Linked DNA regions of Mus musculus: region 2 is linked to region 1. The links are chromatin contacts, called in public HiChIP or PLAC-seq maps. All regions are on one chromosome and are shown on one strand. Each heading gives the region's core, a stretch centred on a gene start, on an enhancer-like site or on the middle of the called end of the contact. The rest is flanking DNA. Distances are from core to core; before and after follow the strand shown.

The links. HiChIP or PLAC-seq counts read pairs in DNA pulled down with a chosen protein or histone mark.
Region 2: an HNF4G HiChIP or PLAC-seq map of pancreatic cancer cells shows a contact between it and region 1. The contact joins two enhancer-like sites. A contact is called at or near these places in 2 of 39 promoter capture datasets (3T3-L1-derived adipocytes and trophoblast stem cells), 10 of 484 Hi-C or Micro-C datasets (3T3-L1-derived adipocytes, the C2C12 cell line, the N1E-115 cell line and 7 more), 10 of 115 datasets of contacts at active chromatin or transcription factors (bone marrow-derived macrophages, embryonic fibroblasts, embryonic hindbrain and 6 more) and 4 of 9 other capture datasets (adipose tissue, embryonic stem cells, liver and 1 more).

Annotation. Positions count from the first base shown.
Region 1 is chr5:105,776,160-105,783,969 of GRCm38.p6, forward strand. All of the region lies in intron 2 of Lrrc8d (leucine rich repeat containing 8D), which reads left to right. Among named protein-coding and RNA genes, the nearest start is that of Gm42166, 75 kb to the left of the region's middle. Within about 2 kb of position 3,317, at least 83 of the 459 cell types and tissues checked have an H3K27ac peak or open chromatin away from gene starts, as enhancers often do. A contact at or near this core is called in the N1E-115 cell line, pancreatic cancer cells and trophoblast stem cells, where this site is marked.
Region 2 is chr5:105,681,099-105,688,908 of GRCm38.p6, forward strand. No RefSeq gene overlaps it. Among named protein-coding and RNA genes, the nearest start is that of Lrrc8d, 15 kb to the right of the region's middle. Within about 2 kb of position 4,018, at least 111 of the 459 cell types and tissues checked have an H3K27ac peak or open chromatin away from gene starts, as enhancers often do. A contact at or near this core is called in the N1E-115 cell line, pancreatic cancer cells and trophoblast stem cells, where this site is marked.

The DNA of each region.
Region 1 (7,810 bases), core at 2,067-4,566:
AGAGCAGGCTGAGCAAGCCAGGGGAAGCAAGCCAGTAAAGAACATCCCTCCATGGCCTCTGCATCAGCTCCTGCTTCCTGCCCTGCTTGAGTTCCAGTCCTGACTTCCTTGGTGATGAACAGCAACGTGGAAGTGTAAGCTGAATAAACCCTTTCCTCCCCAACTTGCTTCTTGGTCATGATGTTTGTGCAGGAATAGAAACCCTGACTAAGACACACAGTTTGTCTGGAAGAGATGTGTGTGTGTGTGTGGGGGGGGGGGGTGCTGATGGACACCCCCAGTGTGCCCCACAGCATCATATATAGTCCAAGTGGTGTCGTTGGCATAGTGACCGTGTCGAAGATGCAGGTCTCTGGAGGCCTTAATTACTTCCTTTGTAAAATAATACTTCAGTGTCTGCTCCCCACACAGTAGTGTGTGGCTGTCAGTGAAGACAGGACTTGGGAAAGCATGGTCCTCTGTGCATGCCCCAGTGGCTGCCACCTCTAAGCACCCAGCTCTCCGCTGACTCCAGCCCCAGCACAGGGTGGAGACCTCAGCCCTCTCGCTTTGATCAGCATTGCTCATATTCTCCAGGTATGATTTGCAGGAAGACAAAGCAGGAGGCTGGTTGGTCTACGCTAACATTTTCTTGCTTTCTCACTGCTGGGAAAGTAGGTCATTGTGTTGGAGGAGTATCTGTCAGGCCACAGTCCGCACCTGAAACTACGGGAGGGATTTTCATCTAGGCCCCGGAGTGCCTTGAGGGAAAATGTTCTTACAGTAAGCCTTTAATATGTTCGTCTTCAGAGTGAGCTGCAGAAGAAGTAGTCTAGGTGAGGTGGGGCCCTTTCTATATCAAGATATTAGTCACAGGAGGAAAACTCCCACTTAATAATTAAAAATAATACCGAACACCTGCTTAGCACTCTTAAGTGCTGTGTTTATCCACATCCACATATCAGAAGCTGCATCTATGATGCTCTGCCCTAGTGGAAGCAGGGGCGAGGCAGGGCGGGGCAGGGCATCCAGAGCAGTGCCTTTATTTAGGGAATGCTGCTGCTTTTTCACGCTTGACCCTGGGGCGGTAACGTGGGGGTAAGAGCTGTGGAATTTGGCAAACGTGAGCTCTGGTTCTAAGCAGAGAGACTCCCACAAGCTGCTCTGTACATCCACGTCCCCATCGTGAACTAGAGCAATAGTTTCTCCCCGAGTTGGGAGGGTGAAGAGAGAAGTGAGACTTATTAAGCCCCAGCACACACAGCCTGACCCAGAGAACAGTCTGCAAATGAATAACTAGATGACACTAGGATCCCCGCAGATTTCCCAGTGTGACCTTGTTGCCCTGGTCTTTGTTTCTTTTTAAAGCTATCACAGTTCCCACCAAGGTTGCCCCTTTTGAACACAACCTCTCAGCTTCTGCCCCAGCCTCTCCGTTTCCTGCAGAGTTCTAGCTGCAGCCCTCTCTCTGCCCCACACTCACCCTCTCCTGTCTCGAACTCAAGGCTGTGTCCGGCTTCACCCTTCAGAGTTGGGCTTCTGGGCGAGAGCCACCACACCCAGCTTTCCTTGTGTCTCCGAGCCAGGAATTTCACTTTCTAAAGCACTTTCATGTCAGTGTGAATCTGTACTCTCTATTACCTACTACATAAAGCCTAACTCCCTTCGGGCTTCCGTGCCCTTTGACCTCTGGTTAAATAAACCCTTCCCCTTCCTTCATTTCCCATGACTGCTTCACACAAGCTCTCTTCCTCAGTCACATCAGGCATTGGTCGAGTCAGTATTGCCTGTGTGACGTCCACTCACGTGGGTCTTCCTGCCTAAAGCACTATACATAGTGTTTATTCTATCTAGAAGTATTCCTACATGTGCATGAACTATGGGTTGTGAGAGCCTGGACATCCATCTTCCTTTAAAGAATGACCAAGAAAATTTGGATCTTGACACAGACCCTCTTCCTCCCTTTGTTGTTACCGTTGGACTGGGAATCAAACCCAGGGCCTTGACCATGGTAACTAGTGCTCCCCTCCCCCATTTTATTTCTCCTTCGTAATAAATCATAGGACATTAGGACACCGTAGTTTTATAATTGTATCTGTGTGTTCTGATAGCGGACTATTTCTATTAGAAGGTTTTACTGTGTTCTGGCCCCTGAAGGACAGCAAAGGGCACTACACAGCAGCTCTGAAGACCCTCCTGCTGCTGTCATGGGTACGTCGGTCTGTCCTCCTCTCTGTTTACTTAGCTGGAATGAACACAAATCCTGGATAGGAAAGCACCTCCTCCCTCAGACTTCAGACTACGGAGGCCGAGCAGGCAGTCAGTTTTTGTGTCCTCCAGTTTCTGTTACATGGGTTTTCCTAAGGTGGAACAAATGTCTCTTGGACATTTAGATGACTTCTTCGTGACTTGGTCTTTCTTCACAGGAGATCGCCATGTTGAGATACTTTGTCTAGCTCCCGTCAATAGCTACATCCTTAGTCTCCTTTGGCTTTTATTTTGAAGCAGAGTGTATTCACAGCCCATAAAAATGACACTTGTGCAGCCCACTTAATAAAAGGAAATATGTTTGAGATTGACAAGATCACATGCAAACAAGCACACATACCATAGCTTTTATTGTAAAACAAAACCACACATTGTTCATAGCAAAAAGTGGGGTAACCTTTCACCTCCCTAAAACCCATAGTCTTAAAACCATGATGAAAACGTCAGACAAATGTCAGTGGAAGTTCATACCTGACCAACACTTCTCTAAACGGTCGAGGCTATCAAACAAAAAAAGCCAAGAAATTGTAGGAAACAATAGGAACCTCAGAAGTAGGCAGTAATGAATGTCACATGCCCTGCATGGGATCCTAGATAGAAAGTAGCCCTAGGAAATCAACAGAATGTGAACATTACTGTGTCTTGCTGTTTGTATTGGATACATTTTGACAAATGTGCCACACTGATGTGAGACCTTAACAACAGGGGAAACTGAGTATGAGATAAATTGTAACCCTTGGTAATACTCCTAACTTTTCTGTAAACCTAAAACTGTATTATATTTTCTTAAATGTTTATTTTAAACAGGGGCTCCAGAAACTCACAACACAAGAAAAATTGAAGCAGGAGGATTATGCATTTAAGGCTAGCCTTGTCTAAATAGTGAGACCTCCGTCTCCTTGGGTCCCTTTCCCCTGCTCTCATCCAAAATGCTCCAGGAGCATCGTAGGAGGAGTACACCACACCCTAGGCACCCAGGCCTGGGGCCTCCGTGTTGCAAGGACTTGTTAGTGAATGCTTAGCTCTGTGGCTGAGTCACCAGGAACTGGACCAACTCCACCCTCGAGCCACTGTTCAAACCAGAACAGTTCTCTTTCTGGTTAGAGTCAAGGTTCTGGTATTCGTAGCCCTGGGCTAGGTACACTTTTGTCTATTTTCCTTAAGTCCTTTGGTCTGGAATCCCAGAAGCCAGAATTCAGGTCTGACTCAGCCTCTCCTCATCCCCTGTATCTCTGCCAGAATCTCCAGTTCCTGGCTCTGTTTCATCCATTATTTCAGTGTTTTTGGTTTTGAAACATTTTAGACTTGAGGAAAATCACGCAAACCATGCATGGAATTCTCAGATACCTTTTTCCCAGCTTCTCCAGAAGTTAATGTCTCGTGTGTCTCATGATGGTGGAAGTGGAAGGTAGCATCCATGTTGACCAATCGGGTCATCTTCCACCTTAAATTCCACCAATTTTCCCATCAGTCATTGTCCTGTGCAGATTTCACACAACTCCTAACCTCCCCCCTCCCTCAGTCCTAGTAGTTCCTCAGATTCTCTTGAAGCCTGCTGGTATTTTGTGCCTTTATGGTTTGGGCGGGTATGATTGGATGGAAGCCTCACACTTTTTAGTTAAGAGGCCACAGAAGGGGCTGGTGAGATGGCTCAGTGGGTAAGAGCACCCGACTGCTCTTCCGAAGGTCCAGAGTTCAAATCCCAGCAACCACATGGTGGCTCACAACCATCCTTAAAGAGATCTGACTCCCTCTGACTCCCTCTTCTGGAGTGGCTGAAGACAGCTACAATGTACTTACATATAATAAATAAATAAAATCTTTAAAAAAAAAAAAAAAAAAAAAAAAAAAAAGGGCTGGTGAGATGGCTCAGTGGGTAAGAGCACCCGACTGCTCTTCCGAAGGTCAGGAGTTCAAATCCCAGCAACCACATGGTGGCTCACAACCATCTGTAAGGAGATCTGACTCTCTCTTCTGGAGTGTCTGAAGACAGCTACAGTGTACTTACATATAATAAATAAATAAATCTTTAAAAAAAGGGATTTGAAAAAAAAAAAAAAAAAAGAGGCCACAGAAGTGCCATTTTCTTCCCAGGTTATCATATTAAGACACACAGACAGCCGTAACGCTGGTGCATCTTGTCACTGGGGACGGCACATAACAGAGTCTGTGCTCAGCCCATTGTAAATCTGCTGCCTTTCCCACCGCGGTATGTGTGTGATGGAGAAGCGCTGTGGGCCATGCCGCTGTCTAGCTTTTCATTATCCTTTTGCCCACTGAGCTCAGCATCCGGCCTCTCGGCCATTTCCACGGTGTTTGCCTGATGGTGAGTTTTCTATTTTCCCCACTCAGTTCTTATGTGTTAATTGGAATACTTCGCTAGGAAAACATCTGATGGAGAATTCTCTTATTAATAGTCATAGTAACCATGATATCAATTATAATTACCATAATACCCAGCATTCTTGCAACGTGTCTGGTGCTGAGCTAAAATCCTGCTTTTCATGCGACCTTATATCAGCTGTGTGTTTCTGGACAGGCCTTCTAGCCTGTCCTCATGGCTGAAGAGTCCAGTTCTGGAACACTGCTTGCCCTCCTGGTTATTCTCCCTGGCCTGGGCTCTCTCTCCTACAGGTCTCTCAGCCTGCATCTCCCTGTGTATAATGCCTGTTACCTGAGAATTGCTCAAAAGCTGAGTGTCGTAAGCAACACGGCTTGTTGCCCAGGTCTTTCCCACCCTGGCTCATGGCCTCCAGCCCATCCACCATGTGTGCCTGGCCCATAGGAAGCTCAGGACACAAAAAGCACTGGGCTGTTTTAGAGAGGTGCTGCTGCCTGGAACCTGAACTCCACTTCTGTTGCTCTTTACAAACAGGCCAGCAGGACATGGTGGTGGGTGTACACCTTTGATCCTAGCAGCTAAGTGGCACTGGTAGGAAGAATTTTAGCTATAGAGGGTTGCCTGGTCTAATAGGAAGTTCTGGGGCTGTAGAGACCGAGTCCAGTGTGGGTGTTTTGTTTTGTTTTAAAGGTAAATTACACAGAGACCTTGGGCACTCTCCTACATGCTAAGGTCTTACCTTATGGACACATAAGCAAATTAATCATAAAAATCCTTCACGTGGTTACAAGGGCTCTGAAAACATTGCAGTGGGTGGGAGCTGGTTAGGAAGGGCATCAGCAGGAAGGTAATCGTTGAAGGAGACTGAAGTGGAGAGACAGTAGAGGCAGTGACAGCCTCTGCGGATGCAGTCCCACAGAGGCTGAGGGACTGAGGTGTGCGGCTTGGCGCACTTAAAGAGCACAAGGGCTTTCTATGGCCTAGAGTGTGGTTACAGAATTCAGGTGCTTGACAGACACACTCAAAGCCCTATCTGTCTGTCTGTCTGTCTGTCTGTCTGTCTGTCTATCTATCTATCTATCTAGGACTTTTTTTGAGACAGAGTTTCTTTGTAGCCCTGGAACTCACTCTGTAGACCAGGGTGGCCTCGAACTCAAAAGAGATCCACCTGCCTCTGCCTCCCGAGTGCTGGGATTAAAGGTTTGCACCACCATGTCCATGTCCACCCAGCTTCACTCAAAGCTTTTTGACACAGGAAAATATCCAACTTTATGGTTCAAATTTGACCTAATTTTCTCAGATAGCTGGGGAAAAAAGACAGCCGGGATTGCAAGAGAAGAATTAGCACACTCCCCCGGGAGCAGGGAGTATCATGTGCAAAGGAAAGAAGGAAAAGAAATCTCGGGAAATGTTCTCCGAGGTTGGTGGGAGTCACTCAGTCCCCAAGTCAGGCATCCACTCCCTGGAGTAGATGCCAGGTCCCTGCAGTAGAAATCCTATCAGTGCTGTCAGGGGCAACATTTTAGATGCTGTAACATCTGATACAAGATGTTGTCCTGGGCTCTGTTCTCAGTCCCTGGCATTTTGTACTGTAACCTTAGTAAGAGGTGATAGGAGTGGACCCTCCGTGAGATACGTCTGTGGAGTGATGCTGTGAGCAGTTGGGATTCTTGTGCTTCGGTGTGGCGAGTTGCTGATGCCTTTCTGAATGTGCTGAACCTCTTGTTGTGGTAATACATCCTGGAAGCAGAGGGCTCCTGTTCCCACCTACATCTTTATGTTCTGCCTGAGATGGCTTTGTTGAAACCTAAAGCCTGGGGACCCGTTAGTAAATGAAGAGACACATACCCTTGTAAAAGGAGCCCAAAGAACTCCTCTGGCCTCTCCTGGCATGCAGGGGGACAGCGTCCGGCCCTGCTGACATCCGGACCTCAGGCTCTGGCCTTTAGGACTGAGAGGAAAGCTTGTTGGGTTAAGCCACAAACTGTATCATTTGCTGTAACAGCCCCTGTCTCCTTCTCATCTCTCACTGCTATTGTCTTAGTGGGAGCCAGGTACAGTTTTGGCATCAGTAATGGCAGGAGGGTATGAGAGGAGATGCTTGGATGGAAGACATGTAGGAGGAGCAGGGACTGTGATTCTTGTTTATCTGTTGAGTGTCTGCTTTCAGAACTTGGGAAGCTCCACACACCCTTTCTCTAAATATTGTTTTTGGACAGGTCCGCTAGCCTTGAATTATTTGGGAGTTTTAAACAAACGCATTTTCTGTTGGATTTAGAAAAATGAATAGTCATTAATAGTGATAAGGCTGAGCAAGGGTTGGTTGGCTCATGCCCCTCATCCTCACGATTGAGAAACTAAGGCAAGAGGATAATGAAGTCAGTGCCAGCCTGGGCTACTTTGTAAATTACAGGGCAGCCTGGGCTACACATTGGTCCTAATGTGACCAAACCAAACCAGCTAGTAACCACAGCAAGAGAAAGAATTTGCTAGACGTGAACTGAGAACAAAGTAAACCAAGGAGATTAAGTTAATGTGCATCTCCAGCACAATATTAAGTAAGTGGAATTATATAAAAAATTAATGATGTTATATGTCTACTATTTGTGTGCGAGTGGTATAAGTATGCTTATAAGGGCATTCTAAGTAATCACATGTCCTATAGGTGAGGGGATCTATTCACTTAAATGGCCCAAGAGGTCCTGTTAAAAGGAAAAGACTGCATTTTCCAGTAACAGGTGTCCTCAGATTATCCTCCCTGGGACCCAAGTGTGTCTATGGATAAAGATCTCTTACAAAGAGAACCCCAAAGAGCTCCCCCACGCCCCTTCCACTCAGCTCTTAGCAGTTTCAGGGGCTGTGTGCTTGCCTGGGCACAGAGGTACACTGGATAACTAAGAAATAGCATGTTGATCCAATAGTGGCGATGTTTGACAAATGATTATTATGTATTTTTAAAAGGATAACAATATTCTTAGAGCACAGGGTAAACTTTTATATGCTACCAAAAATAGGTAGGCCCAATATATCCATAGAGTAACCTCTGTAACCTGACATTTAAGTGCAATTTATTTTTTTATTGTAAGAACTGGGAGAGTTGGTATGTTTTCTCCAACTGATTGTTTAAACAAATGACTTGAGGTTACTTGTTAAATACTCTGTGCGCATGCGCACGCGCGCGCGCGCGCGCGCGCGCACACACACACACACACACACACACAC
Region 2 (7,810 bases), core at 2,768-5,267, 94 kb before region 1:
ACTGCATAAAAACACACTGCACAGACCACTCCTGTAGCCAAAGCCACAGGTATTTACTGGGTGTGACCTGGACCTAGCACGAACTCCATATAACCTGCTCCATCTCCAGAGCCTTTGTGTAAACCAAACCATATTTATATGTGTTTTATAGTTGGTTGTTTGGTTGGTTTGAGGTTTTGTTTGTTTTTGAGATCAGGTCTTACATCTGCCTGCCTCTGCCTCCCAAGTGCTGGGATCAAAGCCATGGCTCACTACACCTGGCCATATTTATGATTTAATTCTCATGACTCCAACTTGATGTCCCTAGAAAGGATCACGGGGCTGAGGATGCACCTCATATAGCACAGCCCTTCCTGGTGTGCATGACGTCTAAGGGCCTACCCTTAGAAACTCATACATCAGGCATGGGATATACATATGCAATCAAGCACTGAAGAAGAGCAAGAGGACCTGGGATTGAAGGTCATCATCAGAGACATAGCAAGTTCAAGGCTAACCTGGGCTATATTGAACTGTCTCAAGAGGGAAAAGTATGCTATGAGAGCCGGTCACGGTGGCACTGGCCTTAATCCTAGCGCAGGAGGATGATTTGGAGCCAGCGAGTGCCTGGATGAGACCCTAACTCAGTAAACATATGCATCCACTTTGAAAAGATGGGTTATACTTGTTCTACTGACAGTAGCAGACAGGCTGGGGTGTTATGTCAGTTCAGCTGCTAGAGTGTTTGCCTGGCATGCAGGGAGCCTTGGGTTCCGTCCTGCGTACCACAACCATAGCATCATCCACTATGCAGTAGGTTCAGGGCCAGCTTGGGATATGGATACTCTGTCTCAAAAGAAAGGAAACAGTCAGAAATTACAATTCTTGAGGATTTCCCATAAGCCACACTGGAATAAGGATTCTTGGGGGCTAGGGACTGTAGAGCGAGACATGACGCTTCAGTCAGCATGTTCCCGGGGACTTCTTTGTGCCGTGGGAAGCCTGAGCAAAGTGTGTTCACTTTTCTGCTCCCGTGTCCCAGGAACTTCACCGCTGCGCAGTCATCAAATGCCACCGTTTGGTCACTAAGGCTCGAAATGAATGCATCTCATGCTAAGTAGTTTGCTGCTGGGAATCCTCAGGTTTAAAAAGAGAAATGTGGGCGGAATGAGCCAGCTCATCACCACTTCAGATGCTGCACCTCACCGTAGCCAGGGAGACAACAATAGAAAGAAGGGTGGGGGTCAGAGGCTCTCATCAGCATTTTTCCGAAACCTGGGCCCTTCCCTTCGGTCAGCACAGGTTGGAAACTGATTTTTCAAAATATAGACAAGAACCAGGCCATGAGGTACCCCAGAGATGCAGAAGGCTCTTCTCCATCTGCTCTGTAAGTACTGTGGACGAGACTGCTAACCCCTTGAGGCACTCTTCTCTGTTGTTTATGCAAACCTTCACCAGAGACAGAAGACACAGCTGGGCAGCCAAATTGAACAAGACTATTTCAATCACCAACAGCTTTCTGGCTTTGACGGCGGGGCTTGAACAGCTTCACTAGGCTACAAATTAGAATTTGTTTTCAGGTTTTGTGTGTGTGTGTGTGGTATATGCACAAATGTGTGTATAATGTGGCAATGCACATGTGTGTGCATGTATGTGTGTGTAATGTGGTATGTGCACACACATGTGTATAAAAATGTGTGTGTGAGATGTGGTATATACACACATGTATGCATAATGTGATATATGTACACACATATGTGTAATGTAGCATACCCACATATGTGTGTGTGTGTGTGGTATGGTATATACACAGATGTGGTATATGCACAAATGTGTGTATAATGTGGTAATACACATATATATGTAATGTGGTATATACAGAGATATGTATGCACATGTGTGTATAATGTGGAATATCCACACATGTGTGTAAGATGTGGTATATGCACATGTATGCATTATGTGATATATGCATACCCATATGTGTAATGTGGCATATGCATATATGTATGCATGTATGTATGTGTGATGCGGTATATGCACAGATATGTGTGCATGTGTGTGTGAGTTTGTAATATGGTATATGTGTGTGTGTGTGCGAGTGTGTTCAAGTGTGCACTCTCATGTCTGAGTAGTATTACTCTCCCCATTGCTTCTCCCAGGTCTCCTCCCTCCCTGAACTATGCTGGCCTAGCAGCTTCAAACTCCATGGTCCTCCTGTCTCTCTGCCCTTGACACACTGGGTCACAGGCACAGGCGCCACCGCACTCAGCTTCTCCTGTGGGTGTTGGCAATTTGAACTCAAGTTCACACTTGAGCTTGTCTACTGAGCTGTCTCCTGACTACAGCTTCTACATCAGTGGTTCTAACCTGTAGGTATCAACAAATTTGGGGAGGAACGACCTTTTCATGGGGGTATGAAGACCATTGGTCACCTAAGACCATTGGAAAACACAGATATTTACATTACAATTCACAACAGTAACAAAACTAGCTATGAAGTAGCAACAAAAAATAATTTTATGTTTGGTGGTCACAACATGAGGGACTGTATTAAAGGGTTGCATTGTTAGGAAGGCTGAGAACCACTGTCCTATATATTTCTTATTAATATCCACAATAATGTTGACGTAGGCCTCTTCTGCTTAAGAAAAGACAAAATTAAGACATGTCTGTTTCCTATACACTGTTCAGAAAAATTAGACTAGCGCATGATCTATTTCCTCACCTCGTATTTCTGTAGCGCCTTAACAGCTTTTGAGAACATTTTAACCGATTGTTTTTGTTTTTTGCTCTCAAAATGTAATTACTTCTTCTATTGCTTTTGCAAAATGCCTGATGAAACTAACTTAAGGAAGAAAGGGTTTCCTCCGGCTGGTGCTGGAGAGAACAGTGCGTGACCTGGCGGTGGGGGAAGGGTGGGGGGACACTGTGAGAAGCAGCTGGTCCTGAGGCTGGTGAGGAAGCAGGCAGAGAGAAGTACCAAGATTCCCCTCACAGCCTCAGGTTCACTGGTCCTGGAACCCCAGCTGAGTTTCTCCTCAGTTAAACTCTCTGAAAAACAAATCCGCTGCCCCAGAGGTCTGTTTCCATGGTGATCCTAAAGCCAATCATGATGACTATGAAGACAAACAAGGGCTGTGACCCAGGAGACCTTACCCTGACAGATGAGGAAACAGAGGTCTAGACAGGTTAAATATGTCAGGGAGATTCCAGCACCAATAAACACATGAGCAACACCAAGTGAGCTGACCTCCCTGGGTGTGGTGTGCCTGCCTTTCACCCTAGCACCTAGGAGACAGAGCCAAGAGAATCTCTACAAGCTCCAGGCCTGTTAGAGATAAGCTGTGAGACCTTATTTACAAGCAAACAACAAAACAAAGCCAGCAACAACTGGGTGTGCTGACACAAGTCTTTATGCCCAGCACTTAGGAGACAGAAGCAGGTTGGTCACTGTTAGGTCCAGGTCATTCAGGTATACAAAGGGAGTTACAAGCCAGCAGGAATACACAGTGAGACCCTGCCTACAAACAACAAAAACAAAAATAAATAAACAACAGCAACAACAAGAAGCCGTTTTGTGGGGCTAGGGATGTAGCTCAGTTGGCAGGGTAACTGTCTAGCATGCATGGAACACTGGGTTCCACTCCCAGACTCCCAAAAGCCAGGCGTGGTGGGGTAAGCCTGTCCTCCCAACACTTGGGAGATGGAGGCAGGAAGTTCAAGGTCTTCTGTGTGGATTACATGATACCCTGCCCCAAAATGCTGTCTTTCATATTATGTATAAAACAGAGCTTTTAAAAATATTATTATTATTATTATTATTATTATTACCACCATTATTATTATTTAGCACTCCTAAGGACAGTTTCCTTGTAAATCAGAGTCTTCACGCTCACATTTACATTTAGATTAAGTCATTGAAGCATTCAACACTAGAGGGCGCACCACGAGAAGGCTGGCTGCAGAGACGCCCAGAAAGCCTGCCAGTGCAGCTAGACACCTGGCAACGCAAGGATGAAACAGGAAATGAGCAATAAAAATCTACAGATAGCATCTCCAGGCCAAATGTCACGGGCTGCTTGATGGGTTACGAACCAGTGCTCGCCACTCACCCACCCCCACCTCATCACCACCCCACCCCCATCCCCACCCCACCCTTACCCCAGCTCCACACCAGCCCCACACCAGCCCCACCCTAGTAATGGAATGACCTTTCCCATTTAGTCTCAGATCTCAGTAAAACAGGACTGGTATAATTATCTCCGCTTTATAGATTAAGAAACTGGGCTGAAGAGATGGCTCAGCGGTTAAGAGCACTGACTGCTCTTCCAGAAGTCCGAGTTCAAATTCCAGCAACCACATTGGCTCACAACCATCTGTAATGAGATCTGAGGCCCTCTTCTGGTGGGTCTGAAGACAGCTACAATGTACTTACATATCATTCATAAATAAATAAATAAATAAATAAATAAATAAAATTTTAAAAAATCTTTGGGCCGGAACGAGTGGGACCGGAGGTGGGGGGTGGGGGAAGGAAGAAACTGAAGTTATACTAAAAGCGAGCGATGGCGATGTTTTCAAAGTCCTAAGTACAGGAGCATTTTACTGTCTGCCTTCTTCAAATGGCATGGATAGTTGATGTTTGAGTCAGTGTCTTCATTTGCAGAACTCTTTAAGATTCTTACATCGAGCCAGGCAGTGGTGGCACATGCCTTTAATCCCAGCACTTGAGAGGCAGAGGCAGGCGGATTTCTGAGTTCGAGGCCAGTCTGGTCTACAGAGTGAGTTCCAGGATAGCCAGGGCTACACAGAGAAACCCTGTCTCGAGAAAAAAAAAAAAAAAAAAAAAAAAAAAAAAAAAAAAAGATTCTTACATCGAAACTCCCTTGTTCCGCATCCTTGACTCCTGGCTGGCCAGTCTCCCTGCAGTCACAGTCACAAATACCTTTCTGGATTTCTCTCTTGCTCCATTCCACACTTGCTAACTGGAAGTGCCTTCCCCCTTCTCTTGCCATTTCTGAGGCCAGTGAGCTCCCCTCCCCCACCCCACGGCCACCCCACCCAAGGTCTTCTTAGCACTCCTCTGTGTGTCTTTAGAGGACTCTGTATTGACCCTGACTCCTAGGGCTTCCTATGCTGCAAGGGGAGCTCCTAAATGCTGCCTCACACTGGCTCATAATTCTTTGCAGGGGTCAGAAACACCTCAAGTCCTATTTGTAGGCGCCAAGCCCTATACACAGTGTGATCCCAAGGCTGGGTTAATATCCGGTTCATTTATTAAGCATCCTGAGTGGTTATCATGATTACGGTGTGGGTAGCTGGTGAGCTCTGAGTCCGGGTGCCTCTGCTTGCATTCATTTGAATGAGTTCACACTTCTGTATTACGCCATCCACCCAGATTTGCATTTGTTACTGCTACTTCAAACATTTTCTCAGGATGCTTCATTTCTACACATTTGTTTCTCAAAAGTGGCAGCTGTAGGACTGGGGATGCGGTTGAAAGGTGGCTCGCCTAGAGGGCACAAGGCTCTAACCACCCCCACCCCCACCCCGATTTAGGTGAAAGCCTATAATCCTAGCACTTAGGAGGTAGAAACAGGAAAACAAAAAACCAACGCCATTTTTGGCTGTGTAGTGAGTCTAGAGCCAGCCTAGGATACAGGATTCCCTTTTTAAAAGCTGAACTATCTTGATTTATATAAGCACGGAAAGTGTGCCACCCTGTGGTCAGGAGTCAGGGTGGGACCCCCAGAGGAGCTGTGACGTCATAGCTATTTCACCACCTTCATTTTCCCTGTCGATCTAGTGTTGTTGAACTGGACACATATTTCTTTTCGTCCTTGGATGTGACTGATGCTATGCTAGACCCTGGAGAATCAGAATGCATATGGAAGTGGGTTCACTGACAAAGCAGGTGCCTGGTGTGTGTCCTGGTTTGGATCCCTAACGTTAAAGAAAAATAATCAAAAGCCACATCCAGTTCCTGAAACTGAACCTGTAATGGTTACGACGGAGCCATCTCAAGATCCCTATGTCGGTGTGTTTAACTGTTAGCAAGAAAGAAGAAATGATTCCATCCCACTCTTGGGAGAATTCAAATGACTCTGGATCTTATCATTGGTACATTGTGCGAGGATGTAGCTTGGTCAATAGAGTGCTTGCTTAGCATACGGGAAGTCCATGTTTGATCTCCACATTGTGTGTTGTGTCTGTAAAAAGGCCTTGGGAAGCCCTGAAGGATGATGGGACAAAGCCAGGCTGTAGATTTCACAAAGCGTCTGCTGGGCCACCTTAGCCCCTTGCTAATGATGCTACCGAGAGTCAGCGAGTTTCCAGGTGGACTGATACCAAGGCCACCCTGGAGACCGTGCGGATGGTGCTCCGGGCCGGGCCTCTCCTGAGCACGTTGCTCATGTTATTGAGCTCTCCCCAATGTCAAGCACCAGTCATTTCCATTTTACTGCTGAAGAACCTACTCATAATGCTAAATGTCTGTGCCCCGCCCCCAGTTCATACATGAAGCCCTAATCCCCAGCGTGGTGTAGCAGCTTTGGAGAAGGAATCTCTATCAGAATAACTGAGGCTAAATAAGGCGGTTAGGGTAGGACTAGTGCCCTAAGATGAGGCATCGCAGAATGCCTCATGGTCAAAGGCCATGTGGGGACACAGGGAAAAGCAAACAACAGCAACCTAAGGGTAAAGATGTCACAAGACAGTGAGCCTTCTAGCAGGTTGATCTTGGACTTCACCTCCAAAACTTCAAGACAGCCAATGTCTGCTGTCAGAGCAGCCTTGTTTACAGCTTTCCGTCCTAGCACCCGGAGTTAATTATAATTTAACCAGGGGAGGGTCCTTTGCCTGACACAGATAACAAGTGCTCTACCCAGGACTTGCACTTAGGACTGCTAGTGAGTAAATAAGATAATGCAGATAAGTTGAAGCCGAGGCAGGAGGATTGCCAGACTGAAGCTATATAGCAAAATCCTTTCTCAAAATCAAAGTAAAAGAGCCAAAAAATAAAAATAAAATAAAATGACAAACACACACAGATTCATTAGCACACCAATTTATACTGGATACCATTTGTTACTTTCAAGTTCTAGAACGTAGGTGCTCAACCACAGAGGATGCATAAAGAAAATATGCTCTGTGTACACAGTGGGATTTTTTTTTTTAAAACCAAAAAGAAGAAAAAACTTAAAGATGGAGAGTAAGCTCAGCAGTAAAGGGCACTTGCTGTTCTTCCAGAGACTGAGTTTGGCTCCCAACACCCGCACCAGGCAGCTTACAGCTCCTGTAAGTACAGAGGACCCAACTCCTTCTTCTGGTCTCCATGGATATCTGACCTCAACTCACTTGCATGTAAACACACACACACACACAACACACACACACACACACACACACACACACACACACACATACACACACACAAATACATGTAATTTTTGGTTATTTTGGCTTTTGTTTGCTTGTTTTCTGTGTGTGGCTTTATTTTTATTTTATTTTATTTTATTTTATTTTATTTTATTTTATTTTATTTTATTGAGATAGTATCTCTCTATGTAGCCCTGGTTGTCCTAGAACCTGATATGTAAACCAGGCTATTATCAAACTCACAGAGATCTGCCTGCCTACCAAGTACCAGGATTAAACCACCCTGGCTCACGTTTTTTTAAAAAGAGAATCTGGATACTTATAACTGTCTAGAGGGACAAGAGGACACATGGGTTGGAGAAACAGCAGGATGACAGAATATGGGTCAGAATATGTTCAATGTACAGTAAACACTTGGATGAAAACTTTAAAATTAATTTAATTAAAAAAA